Regions from separate parts of the Mus musculus genome. Here region 1 is linked to region 2. Evidence: chromatin contacts called from public HiChIP or PLAC-seq data. All regions are on one chromosome and are shown on one strand. Each heading gives the region's core, a stretch centred on a gene start, on an enhancer-like site or on the middle of the called end of the contact. The rest is flanking DNA. Distances are from core to core; before and after follow the strand shown. Region 1 has its middle 8.8 kb from the start of Gm826. Region 2 overlaps Gm34805 (a long non-coding RNA gene).

Region 1 (6,499 bases), core at 924-3,423, 110 kb after region 2:
CTGTGCTGGGCCCTGGAGATGCCAGGACACATAAGACACTGTTCCTTCTCCTTAGAACTCAAGGTCCAAAGGGCAAAACAGGAGATGTGATACCCTGAGGAGGGGCAGTGTGGCCAGGCAGGAACATTGGCAGTACACAGAACTGGGGTCAGATTCCAGCTCTGTTCCTTCCTCACGATTTAACCTTGGCAAGTCGCTTGTCCTCAGCAAACCTCAAACTTGTCCTGGTGTGATGAGGGTGATGGGGATACCAATTTCCTTGTGTTGCTGGAAAGATAGCACTCAGCACTGCTTGTAAAGCACTGTCCACCAGGGCTGGTACCCCAAGGCTTACCATGAGCACCAGCCAGTGTCATTATTCAAATGTGTATGATGCCTATCAGGCCTTGACGGGAAAGTTGGGCCAAGCAAGAGAACCCGTATCGGGAGCCCTCTGTGGATGTCAGAGGCAAGATTTCATCACTCACTCGCTCAGCAAATGTTCCTTGAGAGTCCTCAAAGTGCCGAGGCCAGCACGAGGGGTAAGGTTATCCCACAAGAGGGTGCGGTAAAAAAGACGCGGACGTGGCCATAGAGTTGGGTAGCTGGGAAGGGAGTTACCCTGAGAACAGACCAAGCACCAACCAAGCGAGGGCTGTAAGATCTGTAAGAAAGGTGGCACGGAGGAAGGCAAAGGAAGCAATCCTTTGCCAGCTGGAGAGGTCAAGAAAGGCTTCCAGGAGGAGGAGGAGAGGTTAGCATAGTACTTCAAGCATGAGAAAGTACTGTGGCGCCCCCTTTTTAAGTCCAAGCAAGGGGTGTATTCTCTAATAACAGATACCTTGATACCTTCAATGTCACAAGAAGAGAGGCCACCAGCAGATTTTCCTTGTTGCTTATCCAGAATACAGATACACGCGTGTTCCAGGAGCTGTGTTACCAGGAATCAGAGCAGCCTTCAAGAAGCTCACCTCAAGGTCAGCCTGAGAGGAAAGAGGCAGAAAGGCCTTCGAAGGGGCCTTCTGAGCACAAGCAGGGAGTCGCACAGGGCAGACTAAAGGCACAAGGATTCCGGCCTGGAGAGGCCAGTGAGGTCAAAGCAAAAGAGAACAGAACATGCCCAGGCTCCCAGCTAACCTTTAGCCCACAAGGACAGCTTCCACTAATCTCAGCAGCCAAAGCCAAGTTGGGAACCTGGGTCTGCCTGTTCCCAACACTTGGACACTGTGTCAGATCCACCAGAGGTGTTCTGGGTCTCTGCTGGGGTTTGAAAAATTCTCAACACACATCCCCACCTCAGATGCCCTCAGTGTTCTTGCCTGAGCCATGCCAAGCCCCCTTCCCTGAGGTGTGTGGCTGCTCTAGGCTTCACTCCACACCCACATCCCAATGCAGACACCCACACACCATGGCCCAGCCCCTGCCTCATCCTTTGGCTTATCTGTCCCATATTTACAGCTGTCACCAGGACCTACTGTTAAGTTGCCTGCCCGCCCGGGGAAGCCCTTGGCTGACATCCATCCCAGGAAGCCGTATTAGCAACTTCATTCACCAGGGTCAGTCTGGACTCCCATTGTGTGCTGTAAAATCATTTGTTTACTTCAGCTTTGGAGGCAGCCCTGCTTTAGGACGACAATTATTACTGTCTGGCAGGGCAGACAGTGCACATGCCTTTTGCAGACACATAGCCATGGTACTTTTTGCACATTGTAACAAAAGACTTGCCTTACCAATACCACCCAGAAAATACCCGATACTATTCCAATCGGAGTGTGAACTCACTGGAACACATGTGACACAGATACATATGCACAGATATATGTGTACATTTGAACTAACAAAAAGGAAAGTGAGTTAAATTAAAAAGAAATCACAACCTACGTAGCAAGCTAAACAACAAACAGTAATACTCAAGGCTCGTAAGGTGGTGTGGAAATTTCTAGACAGATAAGCTTTGCTAGAAGCAAAGTAAACAAGAGCCTTTATGGAAGGTAAATTGGAAAATATGTATCATGGACCACAAAAAGTGTTCCTTTCCCCAAGACCCACCAACTCTGCTTCTGTGAATTTATCTGAAGCAAATGAAACAAAAAAGGAGACATATTCTGTGTTCATAAAGAGGTGTCTACCAGAACCTTAAGCTGGGGGAAAATGAAAGCAAAACTCAGTGGCAGTTTGATGACATCACAGGAAACCATTAACGGGATAATGGTTCATCTGGAATGGGGAACAGGGCACTGTGGCACTGTGGCACTGTGGTCCAGACCAGCATGGATGAGCTGGGTCCTTGCTGCACTGCTAGGCTGCCAACCTCATGAGACAGGGTTGATCCCCCACCCTCTGTCTTCCAAACATTCAGTTGGGTTCTATGTTGTTTTTATAGTTTCTTTTAATTAGAGCTAACAAATGATTGTGCTTTGCCAAAGAACTACAAACAGAGCTTAATTAGCCAGAGCGGCTTTCACAAGACCCTCCGTCTGTCTGGGTCTTGTTTCCATCTTCTTTAAGATCATCTATCCCATAAACGGAGTGTGGGAAGTAGCCCTGGGAAGGCTTTGTATGTCTTTGTACATCTTTAAAACAAGGGTAAGGAGGAATGGCATAGTCAAAATACTGACTTCATGGCTGTTACGTATTAACACCTATCCATTAAGTCTGGTGCTCCCAACTAACCTGCAATGGGTGTTGTCATCCCATTGCAGAGATGAGAAAACTGAGGCTTCCTGAGCAAAAGGAACTTTTTCCAGGAGAGATACAGAGGGTGGGAAGAGGAGAATTCAAATACAAATCTTTCCAGCTCTAGTCTCCGTTGTTCATGAAGTTTTCAAGCCACATGGATTGTCTTTCTCAAATGGGTTTAAGTGAAGAAGGTAGAGGACATGACAAGAAGGAAACCCCAGGCAGCCTATTCAAAATGCCTGGGAAGCACTTCTGCCTTGGAAGAACATAGCTTTCTTCACCATGCAGAACCCACTGAGACCAAGAACTCCAAAAGAAAGCATCCACTGTACCAAGAACCTACCTCAGCAACCACAGAAACAAACCCTGAGAAAAAAAAACTAGGACCAGAGTATTGGTGACTGGCTTGTGGCAACATTGAGCTCCATCCTTAGATGCCTGTAAATGGACCTGCTCTGGGACACGTTATGGGGACCTTGGGTGTCTGGGTGTCCCATTCCCTCACTTGCAGCTAGGCCAGCACTCTGGCTCCTGTCCACAGCACACTCCCCACATATCTTCAGACTCCCAGCCCTGGGCCTCTTTAAGCCTATAATTACCCACAGTGCCCGACTTTATGGGTTCCTAAGAGGGAAGACCAGTAGCAAGAAGAAGTTCCTTGAAGGAGAACTGGCCCAACACACTCTCTTCCTTCCTGCCCAGAAGGAGCTTCTAGAGCATGCTCAGCTGAACCCAGCAAACGCCGTCTTGGCTTCTAAATCTTTCACAAACTTCCCTAGCCTCGAGTCTTCCGTGTCTGCCCAAGGTGCTAAGGTGAAGCACAGATTGTCCTCTGTAGCTCCTATGGTCAGCCTCAGCTTCACAATTTCACCCCACTCCACCACACTTGGATGCACTGAGTCTTCACGTTCCTCCGGACTAACTTCCCCTGAGCATCTGTCTCTCTGCTCTCCATCCCTGTCTCCCCTTCCACCGGCTGACTCCCACGCACTCTGAGGACTTACTTTAGATTCTTTTGAGGGTCGATTTTGCCCCCATCTCTGACTCACAGACCTTGTATGGTTAGTTTCACTTTTGACTTGACACAAGGTAGGGTCATTTGGGAAGAAGAAATCTGAATTAAGAAACTCTGCCTCTATAGGATTAACAGTGAGTCGTAGAGCATTTTCTTGATTGAACTTTGATGTGGGAGGACCAGCCCATTTTGGGCAGTGCTACCCCTGGGCAGGTGGTCCTGGGATATATAAGAAAACAAACTGAATGCACCAGGAGGAACAAGCCAGTAGGCAGCACTCCCCCCATAGCCTCTGCATCAGCTTTAGGTCCCTGCTCTGTTTGAGATCCTGCCCTGACTCCTTCAGTGATGGACTGTGATGCCGAACCATAAGCTAAAATAAGCCCCTTCCTCCCCAAGTTGCTTTTGATCATGGTGTTTTATCACAGTAATAGAAGCCTTAAGACAGACAGACAGACAGACAGACAGACAGACAGACAGACACACACACACACACACACACACACACACACACACACACACACACAGAGCAGTTTGCCGTCCATCTCTGAGTCCCTCCCCAGTCCCCCTGGCAGACTGTACAGAGAAGGGCCAAGTTCAGTGTACCAGCAAATTTCCCACTATGGGCAGCCAGAAGTCTGCTTTGCTGTGATTTGAGGCAGAGCATGCATCTGAGTCCCCTGGGTATAAATCCACTAGGCTGTCACTCACTAGCTGGGGGCCATTCCTGGTGACTATCAATCCTTAGCCTGTCATCAACACTGACAGTGTAGACTTAGGCAGTTGGAAGTGGGAGAATATATGAGGTCCAGGGAAGACAAAGAGGTCGTCCACATTGCCTACGTCTATCAGAGCCCAGAACACGGCACTACCATGGACTCTACCTGCATCTGTCCTGCCTTGTTTATAGCTATCTTCCCAGGGCCTCCCCTCATTCTTGCCACAGAGGAACATGTGGCTAACCAAATTGATATCCCACTTGGGGCAGTTCCCCCAGCCCATCAGTAGTCTGGGAACTCTACTCTTTTACTTCCAGCTGGGAAAAGATGGAAGAGGCAGAGAGTAGGGACACCTTTGCTCTCACCAGCGTTAGCCAGACATTCCAGGGGCCATCTTTCCCTGGAAGCGCCATACATAGATAATGAGAGCTGAATCAGTGTCAGAGGTCTGGATTCAAATCTCAGCTCCATCCACTACAGTATGGCCTTGGGCCAGTGGCACAACTTCAAATTTCAGATGAAAACATGATTAAAAGAAGCATGATCAGTACAATAGCTCCACTAGTGGAAGGAGTTAAAGGGACCTGATGGGTCGCAGACAGCTCTAACTGGCTAATATCACTCTGCAGGTCATTGGAAGCCATTGATCCATTTCCCAGTGCCGCTCAGCAAGCATAGATGCTCTTGACCCCATAATCAGCTTTCCCTCTATGATGTCAGGCAATGCCCTCCCATAGGATCTGGTTTTGAGACCCTACACAGGATCTTCAAAGTCTTTTTCCTTCCCTCTCCTGGAGGGAGTCTAATGTCCGAACTGAATGAGAACTCAACACCAAGACATTTGAGCCACACGGAACAGGATGTGCCTCACTAACCCCTTGGGACCCTTTGCTTCAGTGCAAACAGTTGGGGGCCGCATCAGTATTCTTGAGGTGATCACACCAGGAGGGGCTGGTCAACTCACTCTGTTTATCTGAGGTTCTGTGTCTGTCTGTAAAGTGGAATCAATGCAAGGACCTACCTCAAAAAGATACTGGTGTGATCAAATGAGATTATACATGAAAATGGTACAGTTCTTAAGCATTAGGTCACATTAGGAGGCAGCTAAGAGCTTGCTTCTGCCTTATTCGTGTGCTGATTCTTCCTGCGATCTTCTCAAGTCAGAAAGCTGTCAGATTTTAACTGAATCTGTATAAATAACTAAGAACAGATCAGGAGATCTGTGGCCCACCACACACTGCTCCAGAAGCATATTCGTCACCCAGCTGCCTCCCTCCACCTCCCTTGCCCCCTGGACACATATGCCCCCAGGACTGATAATAGGGTTCTCTCTGTGTCTCCGGGTCCTTAACTTAGCAACTAACGCAAGGACATAAACTGGATCCCTTTTGGTCGTGGCTGGCCTAAATCCAGGAAGACCGTTTGAGAGCCATTTATTCCGACTCTCCCTACATGGAGGAGCCTAGATGAGCACAATAGGAAGCCATCACTGGGCTCTCACCAGGCTGCAAGCTTCTCCAGTAGCTCACTAACTCACTACAGTATCAGGCCATCAATGGGTGAGTTTCAAGTGGGTCGGTCCAAGTGACTTGCCCAAGAGCCCATGGATACAGTCATAAAATTAGGATTTGAACCCTGGACTGTGAAACACCAAACCTCTTCCCTTTTTGCAAAGCTAATTGGAATGTTCGTAACAGAGGTGAAAAACTGAATGGGAAATAGGTTTGTTCATCCGGTTTTTTTTTTTTTTGAATGATCGTATGCCAACCTGATGCCAGAGATCTACCATGCATAAATTATCCATAGCAGTTTGACAAGAGTTTCCTTGAGATTTGGGGTCTGTGGTCCTTCTCCTTAAGCTGGAAACCTCAGATCACCAGAATACAGAAGTGAGGCTCCATTGCCATACGACCGACCTCCACGTTACAGCATAGAGCACTTGGAAGCATAAGCTGCCACTCAGAAACCCTAACCCCCCACTACCCTGAAACCACTTGAGGCCATGTGTGCTGCTTCAGATGATAATCCTGCAACCTCAGCCTTGAGCCACAACAGCCTGGATCCCAGACACGGGAGCAAAGAAGCGTCTTGAAGAGGATCCCCATTC
Region 2 (7,227 bases), core at 1,902-4,401:
TGGAAAGCAGAGCTCTTTCTGCTTCGCTTTAAGGGGCCCCCTGAAGAGAAGTCGTTCTATCTACAGCTTCATCTTCTCCCAAGTTGAAAAAGATCATGTGGGCCAAAGTGCTTGATTCCCCCGTGCAGTCAAATTTCTGAACTTAACAGGGCTCCCGTGAGCCCCATTAGGCCTAATGCAACTGCTTCCCTCAGGTGCAGGGCTCTTTGCCTTTGCTCAAAGTACTCTCAGGAACAGCTGAGAGGACCAGCCCCTGCTGACCAACACTGCAGAACACTCGTGGGGAACCTTGCACTCAAGACCAGAGAGCACTCTGGCCTCCAGAAAATCCCCCGTGCAAGTCTTTCAGCTTCCTGCAGTCAGACAAGAAGCAATTACATGCCCTTGTATCTTGAGGCCAGCGTGGAAGCTGTGTTTGGGGAATTGCTGTTGAGCCCTGGCTTTGGGGCTCGGGCTCGCAAAATCTGAACAGCAGGATAGCCAAGACTCTAGGTATGAAGTCTCGGAGTTGGAGGCCACTCCAGGTCACATGTAGAATGACCTGGTGATTCAGCCCAAATAGCATCATAAGCAACCCAACAGTGCCCACCTCCTACAACTGACCCTTCTGCTTTGCCTTTGAACTTCTATGTTTCTATTCACATAAATTTGACATTCTTGCACCCATAAAGTAAACTCCAGTTCTTAGTCTGTTTCCAAGGTAACCTATAAAAACAGACACCACTCATGATGACACTGCGGTTTGATTTGCCATGCCCCTGTAAACGGTTCTCCCAAGGACTATCCAGGTTCTTGTCACTCTGGGGACTGATGTGGCTAACTCCTGTCTGTTCTGCTTTCAGCGGCTCCCCTCTTCAAGATTACTTCCCCAGCATTTATATCAAGATGGCACGACGGATCACCATCGTCATCTCAAAGTCCGTAAGAATTTGGATGGCTCTTGTTACTAGAATTCCTGCCCTTGGGAAACAAGCAACGTCAACATCATTCCTTGTCAGGTCCCGGCAATAAACCAAAGTACAGTTCTACCAAAGTTCATCCTGGGAGGCAGTAAGCTAATTACAGAACATGGGTGAAAGGTTCCAGGTAGAAATGTGGGTGACTCCACAGCGGCCACACTGGGAAGTCTTCATCCAGCATGGATAGTGACTTCCAATAGTCATTTAGATAGAGCCTCTCTCAATTAACTTCCCTCAGTTTATATGCCATACTATAGCACCACCCAAGATCCCAGGCTTCTAGGCCACTTACAATGAGGTCAGATTGCATACAAATAGCTGGGAGAGATGCTAGAGTCCTGTGACCTCTTTATCCCCCCTTCTCCAAGGTAAGGGAACATTGCCAGTCTGCAGGTCCACTCCTGATGGATGTTGGCAAGTGGGCACAGTTGAGCTGATGAAGTCAGCAAATGGTTTGTTCAGGACCACGCTCAACATTACTAAATAGTGTTTCCACACACGATTTTCATTGTAGCCTCGTTCATAACATTTTTTTTTTTTTTGGATAGTTGGTATAATTCATTTAAAACACCTTGATCAAAATTAAAATTAAACCTTTTTTTTTTTAAAGTTTAAGTCTCTTCCCAGTACCAAACATGTTCATTTCAGTTTCGGCTCACCCTGTCTTTTTACACGTGTGATGTCAGGGTAGTCACCTCCACTGACGGATGAGAGGTGTCCATCCTCAGATCTACACTGTTGGAGTGGCACAACCATCTTTTATCCAGCCAGTCACCTACACAATCCATGCCTAGACTGGAGAAAGGACTGATGATATTGACGTACCTTGGGTCCTGTGCTGAGACGTTATATAAACATTTCACAAGACGGAGCAAAGCTGAGAAAGGGACATCAGAGTTTCCATGTCACAGATGGAGCTACAAGAGGAAAAGTGATTGTCTCAACGTCACCCAACAGTTTGGACTGAAATCTGAATCTGTAGGCCAGTGAAGCTGTTATGTGGCTACTGCTTCTAGTGTCTGAGGGTGACCAGGCGGGGAGCCTTTCAATAGCATTACATGTGGTCAGGGAACCCTGGAGGCTTTGGTGAGAAGTTTCTCCCACAGAGGTGAGGAATCTGAGGAGGTGATGTTCCATGGGCTTTGAGGCTAGAATAAGAGCTTGTCTGCTGAGCAAGAGTCAGCCTTTGGGAGAAAGGGAGGGATTGGTGACAAGTCTCAGGGGTACAGTGCTTGCCTAGCATATGTGGGGCCCTGTTTTTGATCCCCAGCATCTCAAAAAATGGGGAGGGGAGGCAGGATAAAGAGCAAGGTCTTCCATATATGGGTGTGTGGATGGGCAGAAGTTAGAAACAGATTCTTCTTGCTGGCTGTGATCAGTTTCCACGTCCTGGGTTTGCCCATCTGTAAAATGGCTAATCAAGTCATTAGTGGGTGTGAGGACTAAAGAGTGTTAGACTGTAAAGGTCACAGTCTGGTACGCCACAGAAAGATCCTCTCTGTTGTTCTGGGTACCAACCTACAGGACCTCTTGTGTTGCTGTGCCTTCTCCTCCCACCTGCAAACCGGAGAAGGTTCATAAGAAGTGGCCTCCAAGGAGCACAGACTTTCTGATCAGTGGGAGCAATGAGCTCATGATGTAAATTGCCTGGCTTTGCCTTCAACCACACCTGGTTTAAAATGTCTCCTCTGCCACCTACTAGTCTGGGCCTGAGAACTTGGACAAGTCACTTAACTGGCTGATGCTCAGTTTCAAGCATCCATGAGATGGGGTCGGCAAGCCATGCCTCATGGGCCACTGTGGCATGTGAGCTCAGTCCCAGGCAACACAGGCACCGCATGTTTGGCAGAACATTCCTGTTAGGGTTTCCTGCCTCTTCTTCAGCTCCCCCCACCACATAGGTGCTGACTTCAGTGGTCTGCTCAAGGCTGCATTATCTCCACACAGAGCAGTAGCCTCCATCTGAGAATGTCTCTGAAGTCCTTTGGTGCCCTGCAGCCTCCAGGGCACTGAGCCTGGCAGGGCCCCGGGCAGGAACTGCACCTCTGCCTGGGAGACCAACTTCTCCACATCCTCCCCCAGTGATTGCGGGAAGGAGCTTGAGTCATTCAAGGAAAGGCACTTGGCACTGACTCCCCCAGCCTGCGGGGCGGGCCAGCAGGCTGTGGTTAAAGGACCTGCCTGGGTTGCAAAATAAACCAGGGTGCTGTGCTCTGACATCACGTGATAGAGCCATAGCTGGCTCCTCTTCCCTGGGTCACTGACTTGACTCAAGCTCCCTGTAGTCACATGGGCTCCTGGAGGGTTATGAGCCTCTCAGCTCCCTTGGAGAAAAGCTAAAAATTGGAAGATTAACACCCCCTCCATCCCCTGCTACATACACACACCGTTTTAAAATCTCACCATGAATATATAACTATATTCTCATTATTTAAAATGTAGCCAGCTGTGTTGCCACATGCCTTTGATCTTGGCACTTGGGAGGCAGGAGGAACTCAATGGGTTCCAGGATAGCCTGGGCGACAGAGAGAGATCCTGTCTCAAACATGAAGGAAAACAAAATAAAGCAAAGAGCCTAGAAACTCACAATAGAAAGATGACACCAAGCCCCTTGCATGAGCCTTATACAGCAGTGAATCTTACAGTATTTCCCTTAGTATTATTTTTTAATTTTTAATTTTGTATTTACTTTCTATTTTATTATTTATTTATTTGCGATTATTTTATTTTTTTAATTCACTTTCACTTATTATGAAGTATATAAATCCATGTTTTCTCTTAAAATATTACTGAGCAGGCAGAAACTCCCCCTCAACGATAATCACCCTCTCTGGAGGCCGCCACGATGACTGTGCGCATTTCTCTGTAAAAATGCTCATAAGACAGACAAGGTGAGGGTCCCACATTAGATTTCATTCTGTGTGGATTGTTCCATGGCTTCTTCTTGCAGCCATCCGAAAGAATTAGAGGGACATTTCCCATTTTGTTTCTTCACGGCTCCACTTATTCCCTGTGATGACTGCTCAAGTTTCAAAACTTATAAATTGCTGTAATTGTAATAGATGCCGAGTAGTAGACTTCAAAGTGGTCTCTCTTCTTTTTCCAGTATTTGTAAGCAATACTGAAGGCTGAGGCCAAGAAAAAAAAATCTACAGCCCTTGGTTTGGGTGTGAGCCACACTCTGCACAGCCATCCCCACAGACTGGATCATCTACAGTGAAGTACTCTTTAGGTACTTGCAGGTTGGGGGTCCATGAGTCATCAGAACTCACTTTCTAGTTGGTCAAAACAATGCCCAAGAGAAAGGTTAAACTACACAGAATTCCATCTCACTGGATCCAACTGACCAGCTAATAGAGAGTGACATGGAGCCAAAGGAACACCCAAGGTTAAGGGAAACATCTCTCAATCAGAAATTGTCCATATGGGGAAACTGAGGCCTGATGAAGGAAGTCGACTTTCCAAGAGTGGGACACCATTCTTTTCTTGCTGTGCCTGCTTCTGGGTGTTTGTCAAAAGAAAACTCTTCTTACCTGGAGCTGGTGACCATGTTGTTCAAATTCAAATATTGGCCATGTTTCTTCCTGTGCTTAAAATATGCCAGTGGCTTCCTGTACCCCCTGAGTTCCTGAGCATCAGGACCGCTTTAGCCCTGAGGCCTTTGCATATTCTTCTGGATCTCTGTGGAGCATCCCTTGTTATTGGCCCTGCACACTACTCTTCATCTTGCCTAACTCCCATCTTTTCGGCCCCAGCTAGATTGCAGGACAGAAACAAATCTCCTGCAATCAGAAAGTGTAATTAATTCGCTGTGTTAAGAGATGCCAGAGCCCTGGGAATACCTGCTGAGGAAAGCTGCTGACAGGGAGTGGAGCCAGCCCAGGAGAAAGAGTTGTGATGTAGTCAACAAAACTGAAAGAAGTTGGACATCAGACATGTAGATGCAGAGTTTGAAGGTCGCCCAGCTGGGTTTCGGTCTTGCTTTGATCCAGGATTTCCTCACTATGACATTTTGGAATGGCAGTATAGATCCTGTGATATTGGAAATATGTGATCTGCTTCTTGATTTTGATTTTATAGGGGATTGCAGTTAAGAGACTGCATGAATCTCAAGAGGAACTTTGAACTTTGCACTTTTAAACATTGTTGAGACTGTGATAAACTATGGGGACCTTTGAAGTTGGACTAAATGCATTTTGCATTATTGTCACTATACGCCTACGGGGCCAGAGAGTGGAGAGTGGTAGTTTGAATAGGTTTGAGCCCTGTAGATTCATATGTTTTAATGCTTGGCCACAAGGAGTGGCACTATTAGGAGGTGTGGCCTTATTGGAGTAGATGTGGCCTTGTTGCGTTATTGTGTAGGCAGGCATTGAGGTCTCCTATATGCCGAAGCTCTAAGAGTATGGAAATAGAGTCCCCTCCTAGCTGCCTTCAAGATGTAGGGCCATGAGAAGATGCTGAAGATCCAAGGGATAGGAAGGGGAAACTTGTGTGCATGTCCAGTACTCATGTTTAATGTGTGGCCTTATTCTCCATCTCCTGCTCCTTCTCCATCTCCTGCTCCTTCTCTATCTCCTGCTCCTTCTCCATCTCCTGCTCCTTCTCCATCTCCTGCTCCTTCTCCATCTCCTGCTCCTTCTCCATCTCCTGCTCCTTCTCCATCTCCTGCTCCTGCTGGACTCTAGGCAGTAAAGTCCCAGTCATCTTCCTGAGTTCTGGCGCCTGCGGGGATGCTCCAAACAGGCTTCATTCCATATGCCCTGTAGAGAACCACAAACCCTGAACAAAACACACCAGCAGCCCAGCTTCTCTGAAAGTGGCCCTGGTTCCCTATCCAAGCAATAAACGTTAGAGACATTTGCAAGGAAAACAGATCTAATTTTCCAGGTCTATTCCAACCTCCTTCAGTCTGAAACCTGCTTTTTCTCTCTGAGACCAACTTCTGGAAACTTAAAGAAATGAGGCTGGCAACCTCCCTGCTGGCTCCTCTCCAGTCGAGGCTTCTACCCAACAGCATGCCCAAGGATGGACCCTGTTGTCACTGCTCCCTAGGCTTGGCTTTCTTGGCACCCAGGGGGCTGATGATGCTCTGACAGAGCTCCAGGAAACCAGGCCCTGGGCCATCTTGCTTTCATTTGTGACTGTCACAGAGACACTTTACACCAGTGCTGTCCTTTCTGTGGGGGCAGAAAGAACCAGCAGGAGGGGTCACACAGGGCTGGGACTCTGATTTGGACAGGGGGAGAGGGAGATTAGGAGGCCTGGCCCGACCTGAGGACCAGCACTATTGTGCCAGAGCCCCAGGTTTTGGCAGAGCCAGAATCCTGCTTGCCAAAGGAACTTAGAAACAGCCAAACCCCCGTGTGGATGGAGACAACCACCAGCCTCGTGGTTGTGATTCACTTCTGTTCAGCTCATCACGCTGCCCTCCCATGAAGGCAGCTTCCATTCCAGCGAGTCTGGGAACCAGTTTCGAGGTCAATTCATCCAAAGATCTCTTGGCCATGACAAAGATTGCAGCCATACATCTGTGACTTCAAGAAAGGTGACAGCCCCTAGATAGAGGCCTTTTACCTTCCCAAGCCTCAGCTTCTTCTTCTGTCAGGCCAGGGTTGGTATTGAACTGGGGGTGGTATGGAACCAGTCCAATTACTGTGAAGATTAATTTACAAAATATATTAACTAAGTTCCTATCCAGTGATGAGCACTGGACGTAATGTTTTGCGTTCTGTGTTCATGTCGCTGCCAGCATCTTCCTTACCCCTATGTTATGAGTTGACAGACCTGAAGTCATACATCTTTGAATGTTTTATTGACTCTTAGAGTGGATTGACACAGAAATGACCATCAAGAACATCCTACTCGGGGCTGGAGAGATGACTCAGAAGTTAAGAGCACTGGCTGTTCTTCCAGAGGACCAGGATTCAATTCCCAGCACCCACAGGGCAACTCACAGCTATCTGCAACTCCAATGCCTATTGCTCAGAATTCATACCATAACTCAAATAAACACTGATGTGCAGCCAACAACTAGTCCCCAGGGCAGCTCTGATGAGCGAGGGGGCTCTGTTTACCTTAATCACCTGTGTGTGAGCATGTCCCTCCAACATATCTGAAGCTTCAAGGGGAGAGATAATTCTCTGAAATGCCCCGACATTAACCTTACTAATATGTACTGTGTGCGCAGGAAAAAGAACCAGGAAAATAAATTCACCTCTAGTCTTCATCTCCAGCCAGGTGTTCCTCTCAGCATCTGCTCTGTGGC

Evidence for each region. HiChIP or PLAC-seq counts read pairs in DNA pulled down with a chosen protein or histone mark.
Region 1: a contact with region 2 is called in an H3K4me3 HiChIP or PLAC-seq map of bone marrow-derived macrophages, with 3 times the contacts expected there. The contact joins two enhancer-like sites. A contact is called at or near these places in 1 of 39 promoter capture datasets (liver), 2 of 484 Hi-C or Micro-C datasets (bone marrow-derived macrophages and liver), 2 of 115 datasets of contacts at active chromatin or transcription factors (bone marrow-derived macrophages and microglia) and 2 of 9 other capture datasets (adipose tissue and pancreatic islet).

The regions. Positions count from the first base shown.
Region 1 is chr2:160,333,083-160,339,581 of GRCm38.p6, forward strand. It overlaps Gm46773 and a transcript of Gm826 not described here. Among named protein-coding and RNA genes, the nearest start is that of Gm826, 8.8 kb to the left of the region's middle. Within about 2 kb of position 2,174, at least 34 of the 459 cell types and tissues checked have an H3K27ac peak or open chromatin away from gene starts, as enhancers often do. A contact at or near this core is called in bone marrow-derived macrophages and microglia, where this site is marked.
Region 2 is chr2:160,222,535-160,229,761 of GRCm38.p6, forward strand. Gm34805 (a long non-coding RNA gene) reads right to left here. Exons shown (of 3, transcript XR_375182.4): 2 at 1,785-1,876. Among named protein-coding and RNA genes, the nearest start is that of Gm34805, 24 kb to the right of the region's middle. Within about 2 kb of position 3,152, at least 60 of the 459 cell types and tissues checked have an H3K27ac peak or open chromatin away from gene starts, as enhancers often do. A contact at or near this core is called in bone marrow-derived macrophages and microglia, where this site is marked.